Regions from separate parts of the Mus musculus genome. Here regions 2, 3, 4, 5 and 6 are each linked to region 1. A link is a contact called in public Hi-C, HiChIP or PLAC-seq and Micro-C data. All regions are on one chromosome and are shown on one strand. Each heading gives the region's core, a stretch centred on a gene start, on an enhancer-like site or on the middle of the called end of the contact. The rest is flanking DNA. Distances are from core to core; before and after follow the strand shown.

Evidence for each region. Hi-C and Micro-C count contacts between places; a contact is called where the count stands out from the background. HiChIP or PLAC-seq counts read pairs in DNA pulled down with a chosen protein or histone mark.
Region 2: a contact with region 1 is called in an HNF4G HiChIP or PLAC-seq map of pancreatic cancer cells. The contact joins the promoter of Mrps23 here to the promoter of Supt4a in region 1. A contact is called at or near these places in 3 of 39 promoter capture datasets (embryonic stem cells, hippocampal neurons and liver) and 2 of 115 datasets of contacts at active chromatin or transcription factors (double positive thymocytes and pancreatic cancer cells).
Region 3: a Micro-C map of embryonic stem cells shows a contact between it and region 1, with 5 times the contacts expected there. The contact joins the promoter of Ppm1e here to the promoter of Supt4a in region 1. A contact is called at or near these places in 1 of 39 promoter capture datasets (pre-B cells), 2 of 484 Hi-C or Micro-C datasets (both in embryonic stem cells) and 2 of 115 datasets of contacts at active chromatin or transcription factors (double positive thymocytes and pancreatic cancer cells).
Region 4: a contact with region 1 is called in a Micro-C map of embryonic stem cells, with 2.4 times the contacts expected there. The contact joins the promoter of 2210416O15Rik here to the promoter of Supt4a in region 1.
Region 5: a contact with region 1 is called in a Micro-C map of embryonic stem cells, with 4 times the contacts expected there. The contact joins the promoter of Tex14 here to the promoter of Supt4a in region 1. A contact is called at or near these places in 1 of 39 promoter capture datasets (liver), 1 of 484 Hi-C or Micro-C datasets (embryonic stem cells), 1 of 115 datasets of contacts at active chromatin or transcription factors (double positive thymocytes) and 2 of 9 other capture datasets (adipose tissue and liver).
Region 6: a contact with region 1 is called in a Hi-C map of B cells, with 2.0 times the contacts expected there. The contact joins the enhancer-like site here to the promoter of Supt4a in region 1. A contact is called at or near these places in 6 of 484 Hi-C or Micro-C datasets (B cells, CD4 T cells, CD8 T cells and 3 more), 8 of 115 datasets of contacts at active chromatin or transcription factors (bone marrow-derived macrophages, effector CD8 T cells, embryonic stem cells and 4 more) and 1 of 9 other capture datasets (liver).

The regions. Positions count from the first base shown.
Region 1 is chr11:87,736,172-87,738,866 of GRCm38.p6, forward strand. It overlaps Supt4a (SPT4A, DSIF elongation factor subunit), which reads left to right and starts at 1,380. Exons shown (of 5, transcript NM_009296.2): 1 at 1,380-1,497; 2 at 1,996-2,102. The coding sequence starts at 1,429.
Region 2 is chr11:88,203,072-88,205,766 of GRCm38.p6, forward strand. Mrps23 (mitochondrial ribosomal protein S23) reads left to right here and starts at 1,317. Exons shown (of 5, transcript NM_024174.6): 1 at 1,317-1,414; 2 at 2,118-2,288. The coding sequence starts at 1,371.
Region 3 is chr11:87,357,671-87,360,365 of GRCm38.p6, forward strand. Ppm1e (protein phosphatase 1E (PP2C domain containing)) reads right to left here and starts at 1,324. Exons shown (of 7, transcript NM_177167.4): 1 at 779-1,324. The coding sequence starts at 1,233. Gm33937 (a long non-coding RNA gene) reads left to right here. Exons shown (of 5, transcript XR_003949755.1): 1 at 1-223; 2 at 356-1,200; 3 at 2,175-2,272; 4 at 2,494-2,598.
Region 4 is chr11:88,096,742-88,099,436 of GRCm38.p6, forward strand. It overlaps 2210416O15Rik (RIKEN cDNA 2210416O15 gene), which reads left to right and starts at 1,317. Exons shown (of 4, transcript NR_045499.1): 1 at 1,317-1,387; 2 at 1,474-1,576; 3 at 1,928-2,011; 4 at 2,121-2,695. Cuedc1 (CUE domain containing 1) reads left to right here and starts at 2,405. Exons shown (of 11, transcript NM_198013.3): 1 at 2,405-2,602.
Region 5 is chr11:87,403,697-87,406,391 of GRCm38.p6, forward strand. It overlaps Tex14 (testis expressed gene 14), which reads left to right and starts at 1,369. Exons shown (of 31, transcript NM_031386.2): 1 at 1,369-1,474. It overlaps Rad51c (RAD51 paralog C), which reads right to left and starts at 810. Exons shown (of 9, transcript NM_053269.4): 1 at 608-810. The coding sequence starts at 725.
Region 6 is chr11:87,464,801-87,467,495 of GRCm38.p6, forward strand. All of the region lies in intron 2 of Tex14 (testis expressed gene 14), which reads left to right. Among named protein-coding and RNA genes, the nearest start is that of Rnu3b4, 3.9 kb to the left of the region's middle. Within about 2 kb of position 1,376, at least 45 of the 459 cell types and tissues checked have an H3K27ac peak or open chromatin away from gene starts, as enhancers often do. A contact at or near this core is called in B cells, where this site is marked.

The sequences.
Region 1 (2,695 bases), core at 130-2,629:
GAGCCAGCTCCTCAGCAGGATACCTGCCTTTTACCATAAATAAAATGATCCTCCTTCAGAGATGATAGAAGGCTTACATGAGATAGCACAGTGAAAATGTATTCCAAACTGAAAAGAGATTTCCCGGTGCTAGAAAGTATCTAAAACCCAGTCACTGAACCCCATGTGGATGCAGTTTGGGATAAAGCCTAGAATCAGTCTTGCTGTCCCTCAGTTTCAATGAGAAGGGCTGGAAGGACAGAACAGCGGGATTGCAACTATTTATATCCCAGCGCTCCAATTCAGATAAACACAAATGACCAGGCTTTTGCCTACATTCCAAGAGCCTTTGCTCTGTTCACACCGCACCAGACCTCGTATTTCTGTATGGTTTGCTCAGGATATTATCTCGGTGCCATTTAAGGAGACAAGGAGGAATTTTGTGTCCTACACAGTAAGCACATTGGCAGCTGGGGTGGGGTTAGAGTATGAGAAGTGAGATACCTAATCCACAGATGTTCCCATGGAATTATGTCTAAATGTGCCGAGAGTTTTACAAAGCGTAAATTATGAGCCAGGCGCGCAATCGAGAGGCTTTTAGGAGGAATTAAATACGCGTTTCCCTCTATCCAACACGCCTCCCCTTTCCCCGTCGGCACGGCTCAAGCTAGCATTCCTGGGGACCGCAAACGAAACCCTATCACGCTCTCCCAGTTACAAGAAGGGGTGGGGCCTCGTCGGGTTTTTGTCTCTGCAGGCGTCCAGAAAGGCAAGACTCATTGCCTCGAGCCTTAAAACAACCTAGCGCGAAGCGGCGGGCTTGTATTCTGAGCATTCCGGACACTGAGACGAGGGGCTTGTGTCAAAAAGTCAAATACCCGGGCGTGGTGGTGCGCGCCCATAATCCCAGAACTCCGAAAGTGAAGGCAGGAAGATCAGGAGTTCAAGATCACCGTCCCGTACTCAGAGGCCAACTTAGGAATTAGCATTGTCTCAATAAATGAGCAAACAAAATAAAACAAGCAGACAAAACAATCTAGGTTTTCCTCGGGAGTCTGAAGAGCACTCAGGCCAGAGCATTTTGGGCTCCATCAAAAGGCCCGCGTCGCGAGGCGCAGTCCCGCCAGTCGCCCCGCTCCACGCTTCCTGCGCATGCTCCAACCTCCCCCAGCTGCCCCGCCCCTACGGGCGCATCAGCTCCCAGCGCGCGCGCCGTCTTCCGCTCGCTCTCGCGAACCAGGTGACGGGCGCGCGCGCGGCCCAGGTGACCGGGCGGCCCCGCCCAGCGCTCCCGCGGGAGGAACCATCTTCTCCACGGGGAGGGAGGGGCGGGGCCTGCGATGGCCGGCACCGGAAGCGGAAGCTGCGTGCCCGACGCGTCTGGCATTCTGGGTAATGGTCTGTTTACTTCCTGCGGCTGGAGGAACCTGTGTTGTCGTATCGGTGAGGATGGCCCTGGAGACGGTACCAAAGGACCTGCGGCATCTGCGGGCTTGTTTGCTGTGCTCGTTAGTCAAGGTGTCCGTTGGGGCCTTGGTTGTAGGAGCGATCGGGGAGGCGAAACGGGAGAAAGAGGGTGAAATGGGGCCAGACACAGGAAAGGAAGGCTCTGAGATTCGGGGAGTGGGAAGCCCGAAAGCCTAAGGGAGCCGTTGTTTCCGTCCACGGAACGCGAGCCGGGTGGCTGTGCCTACTGGGGGCTGCGTTGCAGTTCTCGGCATAACTGAGCACAAGTTTGTCTCCCCGACAGACGTTCGGTGAACTTGCTGTGGTGGACTGGAAAGACACTAGGAGCCAGAGCAGCCGAGAGAGTAGCAGGAGAGGGTACCTGACCCCAAAGAGGCTAGAAAATATGTAAGCTGAATTAGGGACGCGAGCAAAAAGGTATGAGGGTGGAGTTTAGGAACAGTTTGGAGAGGAGAGGGTGTTGGGTTGTATAGAAAACGAAGAGGTTGGCTTTGTTGAAATATTAAGGCGTTGTTCATGCTCATACTTGCTTTTTTTTTTTCTTTCCAGACTATAGACCAGTTCGAATATGATGGGTGTGACAATTGCGATGCATACCTACAAATGAAGGGCAACAGAGAGATGGTTTATGACTGCACCAGCTCTTCATTTGATGGGTAAGCCCCTTTCACGCGCCTTTGTTTACTTCTGCACCCAGAAAGTTAATATGGGATAGATTTTTGAGGTCATAAGACTAGCTGGTCTCAGCAGTTCTGAGAGCTAGTCTATGTGTCCAGCCCAGTAGCTGTAAACTTTTGTAGTGTAAGACCCCCTTTCGGGGACCCCCGCTCTAGTCTCAGGAGTGTGAGAGCACCCAAAGAAACACGAGGACCCATCTTGCTGTAATTACATGAGGACGTTTAATTACGGAGCTCCGGACCGACATGTATCCCACACAGGAGATAACGGATGCCGGCCACGAGGCTCGAAAGCTTGGGGGTTTTATGGGGTAAGGGGCTTAGGGGTGTGGAATTGAGCATAGCGACACACTATTGGCTTATTCAAACATTAACAGAAAGATTACATGTACGTGCAGGGTGTCAGAGTTCTGTGAGTAGTTGACTCAGTTCAGATAGCCCTGTTATGTCCTCACATTCCCCTTTATCTTATGGTCAAGATGTTCCCAGGAATGTTTTAACTATGGGGCATACCCAGGTTTGTTTTTCTCTTTTCTCAGCCCCAGGCAGCCTCTAGGCTCACAAACAACCAG
Region 2 (2,695 bases), core at 67-2,566, 470 kb after region 1:
CTGCCTCTGCATCTCAAGTGCTGGGATCAAAGGCGTGTGCTAACATCCTCTACTACTTTTCATTCGATGAAATATTTGTTGTTGCTCTTCTGTTTTTTGTTTTTTTATTTTTCTTAGACAGCATCTCACTGTGTAGCCCTGGCTGTCCTGCAACTTGATCTGTACATCACCAGACTGGCCTCAAACTCAGAGATCGTCCGCCTCTGTCTCCTGAGTTCTGGGATTAAAGGTATGACCCACCACCTCCTGATCATATGATGAATTTTAATTAATTTCATGTGTATCAGTATTTTGCACGAACGTAAGCCTGTACACCACATACATGCCTGGTACCTGCAGTGTTCAGAAGAGAACATCAAATCTCCAGGGACTAGAGTGACAGGTGGTTATGTCACCCTGTGTGTGCTAGAACTCGAATCTGGGTCCTCTGGAAGAGCAGTCAGTGCTCTTAACTGATGAACTCTTTCTCCAGCCCGATGTTTTGTTTTTGTTGTTGTTGTTGTTTTTTTTTAAATCTTGTCACTACGATCAACCATGATGTTCTTCGCACAAATACCCTGATGAAATTTCTAAGGGGTGCTTCTCCAACGGATATTCCTCCAAACCCATACTTTGAACAGTTGAACAATGACAGACTACGTTCCCCCAGATTTTTATTTTCTTCCTCCGAATGCATTCATTCTGGGCTTTTACTTCTTAAAACTCCAGCGCTAGCGGGCGGGCGAGGGACGCCTCCAGCGGAGGAACTACTACTTACAGGCAGCTTTCCACTGAGCCTGAAAACAGACTGCTCTGCTGAGCCCCGCTTAAGGCGCAAAAGGCCGAGGAAGGAGGCCTGGAGGCTCGTGTCACTTGGAAAAGTTACTTCGCCCCTATTTGGGTCTCAGTTTCTGAGTAGTGTGAGTGGCTAAGATTAGGCTTAGTCGAGCCTGGTGTCCTCAAATGTCATATTGGCTAGCTGTTCCTGACTGTAGGATGTGCTGCATCCCGGCGAGCTCCACACTATTCCCTCCACCCTGCCAGAGAGGAGGAAGCTTTGCAAAGTTAGAGAGAAGAAAGCAGGCGCCACACTCCACCTTTCCCCAGGACCGGTCGTTTGCTACTCTTGCGCAGCTTTGGCGCGCTCCCGCTCTTTTGGCTCGGGAATCGATTATTCGTATCTGACCACCCCACCCCACCCCCACCCACCCGGACGCAGGACCTGAGGGCTCCTGCTCAGCCCATCGTTTGCTTCTGCCTGGTTCCGCCGTCCGGATGACGTCGAGGCGGGACTGTCATCCTCGGCTCGGCCAGCCGCTTGTTCCCCCTTGGCTTGCTTGCTGCCGCTTCCGCTTCCGGTAACAGCCCGAGGCTTTCTAGCCCAAGTGGCCATGGCGGGGAGCCGGCTGGAGACGGTGGGGAGCGTGTTCTCCCGGTGCGTGCTCCGAGTTGGGCGAGGGCAGAGTTCCTAGCGGGTCACGACCCTCCTGGCATATCCTTAGGGGATGCGGTTGCGGGTGTCCGAGCCAGGTGATGCCCTTGGCACGGAATCGGTGTGGTTTGTCTCTGTCCCCTTGGATTTCTGTCCTGTCAGATTGTGCTCGCCACCCCATTTCGGTGGAGACCTTCTACAGTAAAGAAGCTGAAGGGCCTGACTGGACAGGTCTTGCTTTTTCACTATGGAACGGTGGGTGGGACCCGTGCAAGAAGATGGAAGCTGTGTGTCGTGGCTCGCGCGCGTAGTCTCGGCACTTAGGAGGCGAGGCAGGAGGATTGCCACAAGACCGGGGCCAACCTGGCTTCGTAGCAAGGCTACTGGTGGACTTCTGTCAAAACAAAAAGCCTGCGTGGACACGCTGTAATCCTAGCTCTAGGGAAGTGCAGGGAGGCACTAAATTCAAGGTCATCCTTGGCCACACTCTTTAGTTTAAGTCTAGCCTAGGCTACATGAGAGCTAACCAACTGGACTTAACACTGTGGCCATGCTAGGTTGCTGTGTGTATTGGCCGTGCCTCCTTTAGGCGGGAGGCCCATTTCAGCTCACCCCTACCAGGCTGCTCTTTCCTTCGTTTAAGTTGATTCAGAGACTTTACAACCCTGTGGTAACCGACTGACCTTGGTTCTGTTCCCTTTCTAAGGACGAGGGATCTGATGCGGGCCGGGGTGTTGAAAGAGAAGCCACTGTGGTATGACATATATAAGGCCTTTCCACCCCTGAGAGAGCCTGTCTTCCGAAGGCCCCGCTTGCGATACGGCAAAGCCAAAGCTGACATCCAGGACATCTTTTACCAGGAGGATCAGATTCGAGCGTAAGTGTCTATCCCCTATAGTGAGCAGGGTGCCGCAGACCTTCAGAGAGGAAGGCTCATGTAGAAGTCTGCCAACCAGACCACCAGAAGAGGATATCAGATCGCATTACAGATGGTTGTGAGCCACCATGTGATTGCTGGGAATTGAACTCAGGATCTCTGGAAGAGCAGTCAGTGCTCTTAACCACTGAGCCATCTCTCCAGCCCAGAAACAGAAGTTCTAAGAAGTGGAATCTGGAGACTAAACTGACAAAGTTGCAGATAAAGTGTTTGTTAACTGGCCTCTGTTCTGTATGAGGTACTTGATCAGCCCTTGACAAACATCAGCTCATAGACTTTATTACTCTAACCCTGTCCGCGAAGGCAGGTATCATTGCCTCTGTGTTATTCAAGAGAACTATCAGGTT
Region 3 (2,695 bases), core at 74-2,573, 380 kb before region 1:
CCGTTTCTATTTCAAGCCCATAAAAAGCAGAACTCGGATGAAAGGCAAAGCCTTGACCTTTCTATTTTAGACTTGCATCTGGGTAGCTAAGCCATCTGCTTTTCTCCCACCTCCCACCCCATCTACTTAATGGACTGAAAATACTGCACTTAATTGCAATTTTATCCAACCAGGCTGACTTTTCTGACTTACGACCTCGTCTTTTCACCTAACGGCTTGCTCGGTAGGGTTTTACTTACCCTTCCTTCCCAATTCCTCCCTACCGCTCTCAATTATATGCTGTCAAATGTCTGCAAAGTATGATACTAGGCTCTCACGTAAGAAAGCCATCTATAGAGCCTTTTCATTTCAACAGTGAGCGCCTGACGGAAAATCTAGGGGTCTGGGCTCCTCTGGGCACCGACGGTATTAGCTTTGTTGCGGTTATGTAGAAAGGCACCTCTTACTGCCTGTAAAGGAGTCGCGCGTCCCCACCGCCCAACAAGGAACGCAGCCCGGGAAAGGACAGACAGACGAAGGTGGGAGGAAACCCCGGGAAGAAAGGCGCAGGGAAGAATGGGGAGCCCAAGACGGGAGGGAAGACCTTGGCAGGAAGGTTCTGGAGGAAGGTGTGCGAAGTGGCCGAGAAGCTGGCCGAGAGGGCCAGCGAAGAGGGGCCGGGGGCAGGCGGGGGGGACCCCGCCCGGGTGCCCCGCGGGGACATGGGTAGCGGGGACGGGAACCCAGGCCGGCACCCCGGGGATGGCGGCCCACCCGCGGCCGAGCCCCGCTACTTAACTATTTGTAGAGCTGCTGCAGGCACAGGTCCAGGCTCTCGCCCTCCACCTCCTCTCGGGTGATGCGCTCCGACAGCGGCCGTGGGAGCGGGGGCAGCGGTGGCAGCTGGGGCTGCGGCGGTGGCGGCACGGCCGAGTGCCCCGGGGCAGCCGCTTCCTCCTCTTCCTCCTCCTCGCCCTCCGTCGCCGTCTCCTCCTCCACCGCCTCGTCTTCGGGCTCGGGGTCTTGGTCCTGCTCCCCCTCCTCGGTCGCCTCTACCGTCGCAGCGTCCTCCCCCGGTTCCTCCCCCGAAGCCTCGGCCGCCTCAGCCGCGACTAGCTCGGCTTCGGGCTCGGGCTCGGGCTCGGATTCGGGTTCGGGCTCTGGCTCGCCGCCACCGCACGGTCCGCGGAACTCGCCCAGGAACAGCTCCAGGAAGCGCCGGTAAGTTTTCTCCTCAGGGATGCAGCCCGCCATCGTTGCTCATGCCCCGAGGTCCACCGGGAAGGGGGTGGGAGGTGAGCCCAGGAGGAGGAGGGGGCTGCTTCGGAGCCTCGCCTCCCGCTACGGAGGGGGAACGGCCGCACGGGCACCGGCGATCAGCACTGGGTTGCCTGGAGAGGGCTCCCGCAGGCGTGCGCGCCACCGAGCTCGGACGTGCGCGGCCCGGGGGCGGGGGCGGAGCGCGCCACCCCGCTCCGGTCTGGAGGGAAAGTTGGTGGCGGGCGCGCGCACAGGGTCCAGCGGCGGCCCACCCGCAATCCCTACCGAGAGCTCAGCCCACGCTGCCTAGAGACTGTCGCCATGGCAACCGGTTCTAATTAAGAATTCCAAGGTCCCTCCCGTCGAGTCTGTGGAGTGGTAAGGACGCTGGACTCCTGCACTCCAACTTCGAATGGTCTTTGTGGGGTGAAGACCCTAGTTTCATGATAAGCACTGAGACATCTCTGTTGGTTCCACCAGGAGTGTACTGACTTCAGTTTCCTTATCTGCTTGCCTTGCCGTAGTATATCTCTTGATCCGATGGCACGCAGTAAACACCTTTTACTAATGATATGTGTTGAAAAAGTAAAGGTCCAGGCACGAGCACCCAAAAAGGGTAGTTTCCTTTGTCTAGGTTCTTTCGTTTGATTCTATGTATCCTCCTTTCTCAAAAAGATGAACGTGAGAAATTAAACAGTAATTCGCTTGCTTAAAAGTCAAGACTTTCTAGCTGTGGCATTGGTGTTAGAGCCCCTTTCAAAGTCTCCAAAGCCTTTAGAATCTTTCCCCTTAACTCTGCTCTATGAAAATCTAGCTGTGCCTCGTATCTACACAATGTCTTATTTATATAGGGCTTTGCAGTTTACACGTGTTCGTCTCTAATCCTCACAGCCTTTTAAGGCAAAGGTTATTACCGTTAGGATTCTGTTTTACAGATGAGGAAACAAGCCTTCAAAACAGTGACTTTGCTCAAGGTCAAAAGCAAGCGATGCAACAAGAATTCAATCCGAGATTGAAGTGGTAGATTTCACTTGTAAGTTTTCCATCACCCAAAAACCCCTGCTTAGTTTCTGTATAATGCATGTCATTATATTATATTATCCTACCATATAATCCGTATTTTGTCTATATTTTGTTTGTTCTTCCCCACCACCTCCTGTGTCTCTTCTTACTCCCTCCCCCAAGCTAGAACTGAAATGACTTTAAATTATTCTAATTTTCTTACCAAACTATAAACAAACCTATTATTTTCAGGCTTCATGGTGATGATGTTGGTGGTGGGTGCTTTGAAGATGCTGTGCTGTACAGCTGTATGGATGATAGCATCATTGCTGCATACTACCACGTCCACGGCAGCATGTAATTCAGCACAAACATAGTGATTTTTCCCCTCTGCTTTGAAAAAACATGTACTCACAAATTATCCACTCCATCTCTCCATTTATTGTTTCTGGGT
Region 4 (2,695 bases), core at 67-2,566, 360 kb after region 1:
TTGAAGAAGTCCTAAAGTTTGGTGCCCACTGAAAACTATTAACCTCTGTGAACACATCCTAGGACCTAGTTTGTTGGAAGAGCAGGAAGGAATTGGGTGCTAGAGAAGGCTACTGAAGAAGCGTGGGGGTTGTTGGGGAAACCTTGTAGGATGGGCAATCTGTGGGGTGGGAGAAATTTCAAAGAAGCCTTAAAAGCACCTGGGGTTGTATCAGAGCCAAGAAGTGGGGTAAGCAGGAGGTTCATGGGTTTAGACAACCAGGTTCCTGCCAGGGCCTCCCACAGAGTGTAGCTCCTGGGATGACTGGGGAAGAAGGCCAGACCGCAGGAAAGAAAAGCTAGAATGAGGCTGGAACAAGTAAGAGATATGCGTCTCCATTTTAGAGGAAGTCTACTTCGGATGAGATGACATTACTAGGGCGATGGCTTGCGGGCAGGGCAGGATCAGGACAGGATTAGTTTAAAAGGGGGCATCTTGAAGTGTTGGTAGGCTTGAAGCAGAAAGGGGACGGTGGAAAGAAAGAACGGATTGGAGTTCTCTGAAGCAGGCAGGAAGTTTGGCTAGAGAGCAGGACGGGTCTCTCACCAGCTGTGGAGAGCAGAGCACAGGGGCTGGAGCCAGGCAGCAGCTGTGGGAAGAAGTAGGGGAAAGGGAAGGAAGGATGGCTACAGCTGGAGAGCAACAGAATACCCAGGAAGAGGGAGGGCAGGGACTGAGCTGGTTAGCCTCTGTGCCAAGAGGTGGCGTTTAGATGAGGGAGGAATGGTTTTGAGTTTGTTGTTAGCCTCCATGAGATCTCCAAGGGACCTGATGCTGGAGACCTGAGGCAGGCAGCAGATAAGAGGGGCTGGGTTGCAAGAGAACCTAACCTGAGCCTCTAGGTGCTCAGAGCAGCAGTAGGGGAGAGTGAAGTTGCTCTGGGTATGAGAAGCAGGGGTGGAGGTGGGGGTGGGGGTGTAGGGAGGCAGGACTGGGAAGCTGCTTCCGGAATCGACCCCAAAGGAGGACATTGAAAAGCTCACAGACAGGCTACTTCAAGGGTGACAATCACAGCGACTAGCTGGCTTTGCTAACGACTTGAATGAAAATACATTTCATAAGCATCCTAGAGGCACGCACAAACAGGAAAATCTCCAGATTGGTAGCCCCCACCCCAACCCCAAGTCCTGAAATGTCAAAGTGACTGGGACAGATTAGAGAAAGATTCTGCCAATAAGCAGAAAAGTGACAGGTGAAGTTAACACTACAGTATAAAGTGACAAACTCGATACCATCATCTAGGCTTTACTGGCCGAGAGGATAAATCCTGAGCGCTTGGTGACATCTCAGTCAGCAGCCACATCGGAGGACTTCAGAGTCAGAATTTTTCACGTGGGGTCCTGATAGTGTGAGGGTTCCCGGAAGCCGGGTGAAGGGGCATGGGCAGAGGGGCCGAAGGGAACAAGGGATTCTCAGAGGTGGGGTTTCTCCCAGGGTATCCTCAGATTCCACCTCGCTGAAGAAATTACCCTTGACAAGCAAAGGATGGAGACTCTGGGGCCTTGGTTTGTGATTTTCACCATCAGATGTCTCTTGGGTGAGCATGCCCAGACTTCTCAGCAAAGATTGTAAGTCTTCGGAAGAGGAGAGGGCTGTGTGCAGGGCTCCACACACAAATGGGCAGGCTCTTCCATCATTCCCTCTGTTCCCTTTTCTCATCTCCAAATTAGTGCACAAAACCAAACCACTTGGAAAATTAACCAGTTGATCGACCGTTTATTAAAACGTTTGTGGAATCCCTTATCGAGGCTCAGAAGCCTTTGAAGTAATGGCGAATGCTGGGTGGAGATAAGATGTTAGTGGGTGGTAACTTTGATTTTCCTAATCAACTTCACGATTTCCTCTGGCCTCAATATTACATTTTATTTCCTGAACTCTAACTCCGCAGAGCTGCCACTTTCCCACACTCCTGATGTCCCCAAGCCCAGAGAGGTTCGTGCATCTTCTACAGCCCTCACTAGTGGCTCCTCGTGTATGTCTGCAAACTCTCAGGTCAGCCTTGCATTTAGGTCCCCCTCTTTCCCAAATTTCCCACGTCTCAGGTCTCCTTGCTTTAACAACCCCTTAAGGTGCTTCCCAAGTCGGCAGAGCCCAAGCGCATCACACCGGGCCATAAAGGGAAGATCACAAGTCCTCAAGAGGAGCGGTCTGTGCAGGAATGCACAGAGGAGACTGTCCCAGTGTCCTCAGAGGCCCCTTGCCCCTTATCCCTCTCCCCTTGCCCCGTATCCTGCGCAACCGCATTGGCCTCGGGATCCCTATTCCTGCTTCCAGTCCTGGGGAGAGGGTCTGGGGGTGTCGCAGCCTGAGCCCCGCCGCGCGCGCAGCCCCGCTCCTCCCCGCGCGCCCCACTTGTGGCCCCGCCGGCAGCTTCGCAGGGACAGCTGCATTTCTCGCCGCCCGCCGCTAGGAAGCCGGCCTCGCCTCGCTTTCTCCGCCTCCCGGCGCCCAGCCGCGCCGCCGCGCCACCAAGCCGGGCTGCCGCTGCCGCCGCGGGACCGCGCCCCTCCCCCGCCGCCCGACCCCAGCGGCCCCGCGGGAGCGGACGCGCGTGCGGTGCTCGGTAAGACCCCGATTCGCTCTCGCCGCCCCTAGCGCGAGCTCGCGGGCGCCGCGCTCCACCCCGGCCCGGTGGCCCCACCTTCCCCGGGAGCAT
Region 5 (2,695 bases), core at 119-2,618, 330 kb before region 1:
CTCAGAAATTCACCTGCCTCTGCCTCCCAAGTGCTGGGATTAAAGGCGTGCGCCACCACTGCCCGGTTGTGATTCCCACTTATCTGTAACCTAAAGAACTCTGAGAAAAGTCGGGGGCCAGGGCGGGGGGGGGGGGGAGGCAGTATTCCTGTGAATCACGAACGTCTTTCTAGAGCTTTCTCCTGGTCTAAGGGAATGTTCTATTGCTTTTCTCACTGAAATATCTCTAGTCCTTCTCTAATCCTTTATTTTTCAACTTCAATTCCCCCCCCCCGCCCCCCAGGATCTTTGACCAAGGAGAATTACATGGCTTGTGATTGTTTCCCAACCCAGTTTATCATGAAACCTCAAGATGAGAAGTCGGTTCTTTCATCTACAGATTGGACACCCTGGTCCAAGAGGAGCCTTCCTTAAACCATTAAGTGAGGCACTCCTCAAAGCATCCAGCGAGCACGGAGAAAGCAATCAGTAAACGTTGCTCCACACAGTTCCAAGCTCAAGAGAATTTCAGCGGTGTCAAAAGATCGGCTTGGCGGAGGCGGCGGAACGAAGACGGAGGCGGCGCCAAGCGGCCGCGGTGCATCAGCTGGCAGCTGGGAGTCGTTACCTTTGCTGAGCTCGGAGGGCTTCACCTCTAGGACGTCCTCCGCCGTCTGAAACCCCGCAGCCACCAGCTTCCCGCGCACCGCTGGAGACAGCGGATAACCCACCAACTCCCGCTGCATTTTTTTTTTTTTTTTTTTTTTTTTTGAGAGCTCGGCGGCTACGCACGCAGTGACGTAGAGCAAGAGGCGCGAAAGCGCTGGAAACCCAAACCCCGCCCTCCCGCGGGGGAGGGTCAGTGGCGTGACGTCACACGCGCGGCGTAAGGGGCGGGGCTCGCGCGGCCTAGACTCACGAGGCCTTGCTGCTGCTGAGGAAATCCCACACACTGGTTTCATGTAAGGTTGTCTTCTAGTTTCACTCGTCCGAGTCACGTTTCGGATATAGCCTGACAGTGAACACAAAAACAAAAAAAGAGGCCGGAGACGCGGAGACGGTAGCCAGGCCAAGTGAACCCTGTACAGCATATTTCCTCACCATGCTCTGCCCTCTTTCACGGGTTCCTCAAGAATCCATCCTCCTGGATGGAAGTTGTAGTAGACGCAGCAACCAGAAACTGACCAGTTGGCAGTTTCCTGCTGTGAAAAATTCAAAAAACCCTTGTAGGAGGTCTGTTGTGTGTCCCCTGACCCTTGCCAGGCGACCCCTTGCTTTTCCCGCCCTCGCGGGGGATTGTGGGCCAGCCTCCCACTTTGGGGGGCTGCGGTAGGGAGTGGTTGGCGCCCACGCGCGCGTCCACGCACTCGCCCGCTCACGCACGCACGCACAGCTTCCGGTGGGTGACCCCGGGACTCCGGAGCTCCCTCAGAGTGTGGCGGTTTCTGAGCATTCATGTCGGCAGGCCTGCCTAGAGTAAGAAGTAGCTGGAAAAGTAAGCTATCGTGTCCTTGTCGTCTCGTGGTCTAGCCTGGGCCTCTGGTGTCCCGAGGGAGGAGCTGGACCTCTTTAGTAGAGTTGACCGGGGATGTTGACGGAGCGGGAGTGACTGCTTCCACATCAGAACTTTTGGGGAGATTGGCAGTTTGGAAGGTGGCTTTAAAGGCCCAAGAAATACGGAAGATGATATAAAAAAAAAGTGTGTCGTGCCGGGCAGTGGTGGCAGCACGCCTTTAATCCCAGCAGTCGGGAGGCAGAGGCAGGCGGATTTCTGAGTTCGAGGACAGCATGGTCTACAGAGTGAGTTTCAGGACAGCCAGAGCTACAAAACAAAACCAAAAAAAGTGTGTCATACCTACCTCACATTTCAAAAAAAAAAAAAAATCTAGCATTTTTTTTGAAGACAGCATCTAAACTTTCTAAATTATGGGATATAGGAATACGCGACTCTCCCTGCTTTTGCACTACTTATTGACAACAACTTCTTCTTTCTTTTTTTCTTTTCTTTTTGGTTTTTCGATACAGGGTTTCTCTATGTAGCCCTGGCTGTCCTGAAACTCACTCTGTAGATCAGGCTGGCCTCGAACTCAGAAATCTGCCTGCCTCTGCCTCTTGAGTGCTGGGATCAAAGGTGTGCGACACCACACCGGGTTCTTTTCTTTTCTTTTTTTAACTTGTGGGTTTTCAAGACAACCTCTTTGTGTAGGTTTCTTTCGTGGCTCTCCCAAAACTGACTCTGTAGAGCAGGCTCTCCTCGAAGTCACAGAGATTCATCTGCCTCTGCCTCCTGAGTACTGGGATTAGAAAGGCCAGCGACCTCCCCACCCCCACCCCCTACCCCCAAAAAAAGCCGGGCAGTGGTGGTGCACGCCTTTAATCCCAGCCCTTGGGAGGCAGAGGCAGGTGGATTTCTGAGTTTGAGGTCAGCCAGGGCTACACAGAGAAACCCCGTCTGGAACCCCCCACCCCCAAAACAAAAGAAAGGTCAGTGCCACCAATGCTCAGCTAAAGCAACGACTCTTTATTATTACATTTCTTTTGTGTTTGTGTGTGACACACAGGCCACATTACTAGACTGGAGGTGAGAGAAATTGGTTCTCGGCTTCCCCCATGTGGTATTGGGGACAGATGGAATTGAGGCTGTCAGGCTTGGCAACCAGGCCCTTTACCTGCTGTACTACCTTTCCCCTCCCTGCCAGTGATTCTTAGCCTGGAC
Region 6 (2,695 bases), core at 126-2,625, 270 kb before region 1:
GGAGCTGTCCTTTGACCTCTATACACTCACTGTTGCACGTGGGGTTTTTTGGTTTTGTTTCCTTGACAAACCTCAAAGCCAAATTTATATTAAATTGGAAAAATTCCGGAGGCATCACTTTTTTTTTTTTTTTTTGGTTTTTCAAGACTGGGTTTCTCTGTTAGCTCTGGCTGTCTTGGAACTCACTTTGTAGACCAGGCTGGCCTCAAACATAGAAATCTGCCTGCCTCTGCCTCCCAAGTGCTGGGATTAAAGGCGTGCGCCACCACCGCACGGCGAGGCATCACTTGTTAAGAATACTGTTAATCTTTATATCTACTCTTATTATAAGACTATAAGGGTGAAATCCTAGTTAGGATAATATGGCCAAGAAAAAAAGAGAAAGGATACAGTTAGTAAAGGAAGATGTCAGATCATCTCTATTTGCAGATGATATGATATCCTACCGGAAATGAACCATGAGAAAATGTTTAGATCTGATACACACTTTGAGCCCAGTAGCAGGGTACAGAATCACTCTACAAATAGGCACCTGATGCAGTCTTGTTATGTCATCAAACAAGTCGGCTCTCAACGCAGCCTCCAAGTGGGGTTTACAGACTTGTGTCACCACACTTAGTATTCAGTAGTTTTTCTGTCTGCTCAGCAATGACCTTTTGGTAAAACATATCTCCACACTTGTTATCTCAGCACTTGGGGAGTAGAGGCTGAGTAGAGGTCATCTTAAACCAGATACCAAGCTGAAGACCACCAATCTGCAACACATGAGACTCTCAAGTCCAGAGGGTCAGGAGAGCCAAAGCCCTGTGATGATTGATCTTAGTTGACTGTGTGATTGTGTCTGATACCAAGTAAGAGAGACACTTCTGGTTGGTCTGGAATGATTAATTGGGGTGGGGGAAGACCCTGTTTATGAATGAGCTCGGCCTTTCCTGGTGGCCTAGATATAATGCACTTTGAGGGAAAAATAGTGATGCTGTCTTTGCTCATGTGGGTGCGTGCACCGACCCTATTCCTGTTTGTCGTTCTTGCCATCCTTGGACATCAGAACATAGCTTCTTCAGCTTTTCAAGTGAAACAAAGACCGGCATCTTTCCAGGAATCCTCCAGGTCTTGTCTTGTGGACTGAGCCACTACCCATTTCTCAGCCTTTCAACCATACAGATACCCAGCCCACACCGTGTTTCATTGCTGTGAAAAAACATCATGCCCATGGCAACTCTTATAAAGGACATTTAATTGGGGCTGGTTTACAGTCCAGAGGTTAGTCCATTATTACCATGGTGGGGAACACGAGAGCCTGCAGGTAGACACGGTGCTAGAGAAGTCGCTGAGAACTCTACATCCTGATCTAAAGGGCTCTGTCAACACTGGCAAAGCTTGAGTTTTATAGCCCGCTTCAACAGTGGCTTACTTCCTCAAACAAGGCCACACCTACTCCAATGAAGAAGCCACACCCTCTAATAGTGCCACTCCCTATGGGCCAAACATTCAAACACTATGGGGTCCATATCTATTCTAACCACTACATTCCATGTAAGCCAATCTCATACACTTCTTTTATAATAAGTGTTCATTCTGTTTGTTTTGATGATTAGCAGGACCCTGATTAACACACAATCTAAAACAGAAAGCTCAAAGTGGGACTTGATTTTAAATCATAATTTTAATCTAACAAAGAGATACTGTATGTATCTGGCACAAAACCAAATGACATAGAGGGTGGCGAGATGGCTCAGTGGCGATTAAGAACACTGACTGCTCTTCCAAAGGTCCTGAGTTCAAATCCCAGCAATCACATGGTGGCTCACAACATCATAATGAGATCTGACACCCTCTTCTGGAGTGTCTGAAGACAGCTACAGTGTACTTATGTATAATAAATCTTTTTTAAATTAATTAATTTATTTGGTTTTTTGAGACAGGGTTTTTCTGTGTAGCCCTGGCTGTCCTGGAATTCACTCTGTAGACCAGGCTGGCCTCGAACTCAGAAATCCACCTGTCTCTGCCTCCCAAGTGCTGGGATTAAAGGCATGCACCACCACTGTCCGACATAATAAATAAATCTTTAAAAAAATATTTGCTTATTTTATATATATGAGTACACTATAGTTGTCTTCAGACACACCAAAAGAGGGCATCAGGCATCAGATCTCAATACAGATGGCTGTGAGCCACTATGTGGTTGGTGCGATTTGAACTCATGACCTCCAGAAGAACAGTCAGTGCTCTTAACCGCTGAGCCATCTCACCAGCCCATAATACATAAATCTTAAAAAACAAACAAACAGACAAACAAACAAACAGATAAGCCAGCAGAATAGAGGACATGGAAATTAATTAACACATCCACAGAGCTACTGGTACTTTTAAAAAATGCATAGGAGAAAAGACAGCCTCTTCAAAAATCTGCCACTGGGGAAAACATATGTAGAAGAATTAATTAGAACTCTTTCTCATCCTGCCCCAAAATTAATTTAAAATGGACCAAAGATCTTAATTCAAGGCTGAGACTTGTAGAAGAAAAGCTGGGTGTGATGGCTCTTTATCTGCACTCTTTATCAAAGCACTTGGGAAGTAGTGGAAGGGAGGTTCAGGGTTTAAGGACATACTTGAATATAATAGCAAATATGAAGACAATCTGACAAAAAAAAAAAAAAAAGAAAGGGAAATAACCTAAAGTTAGAGCATAGCA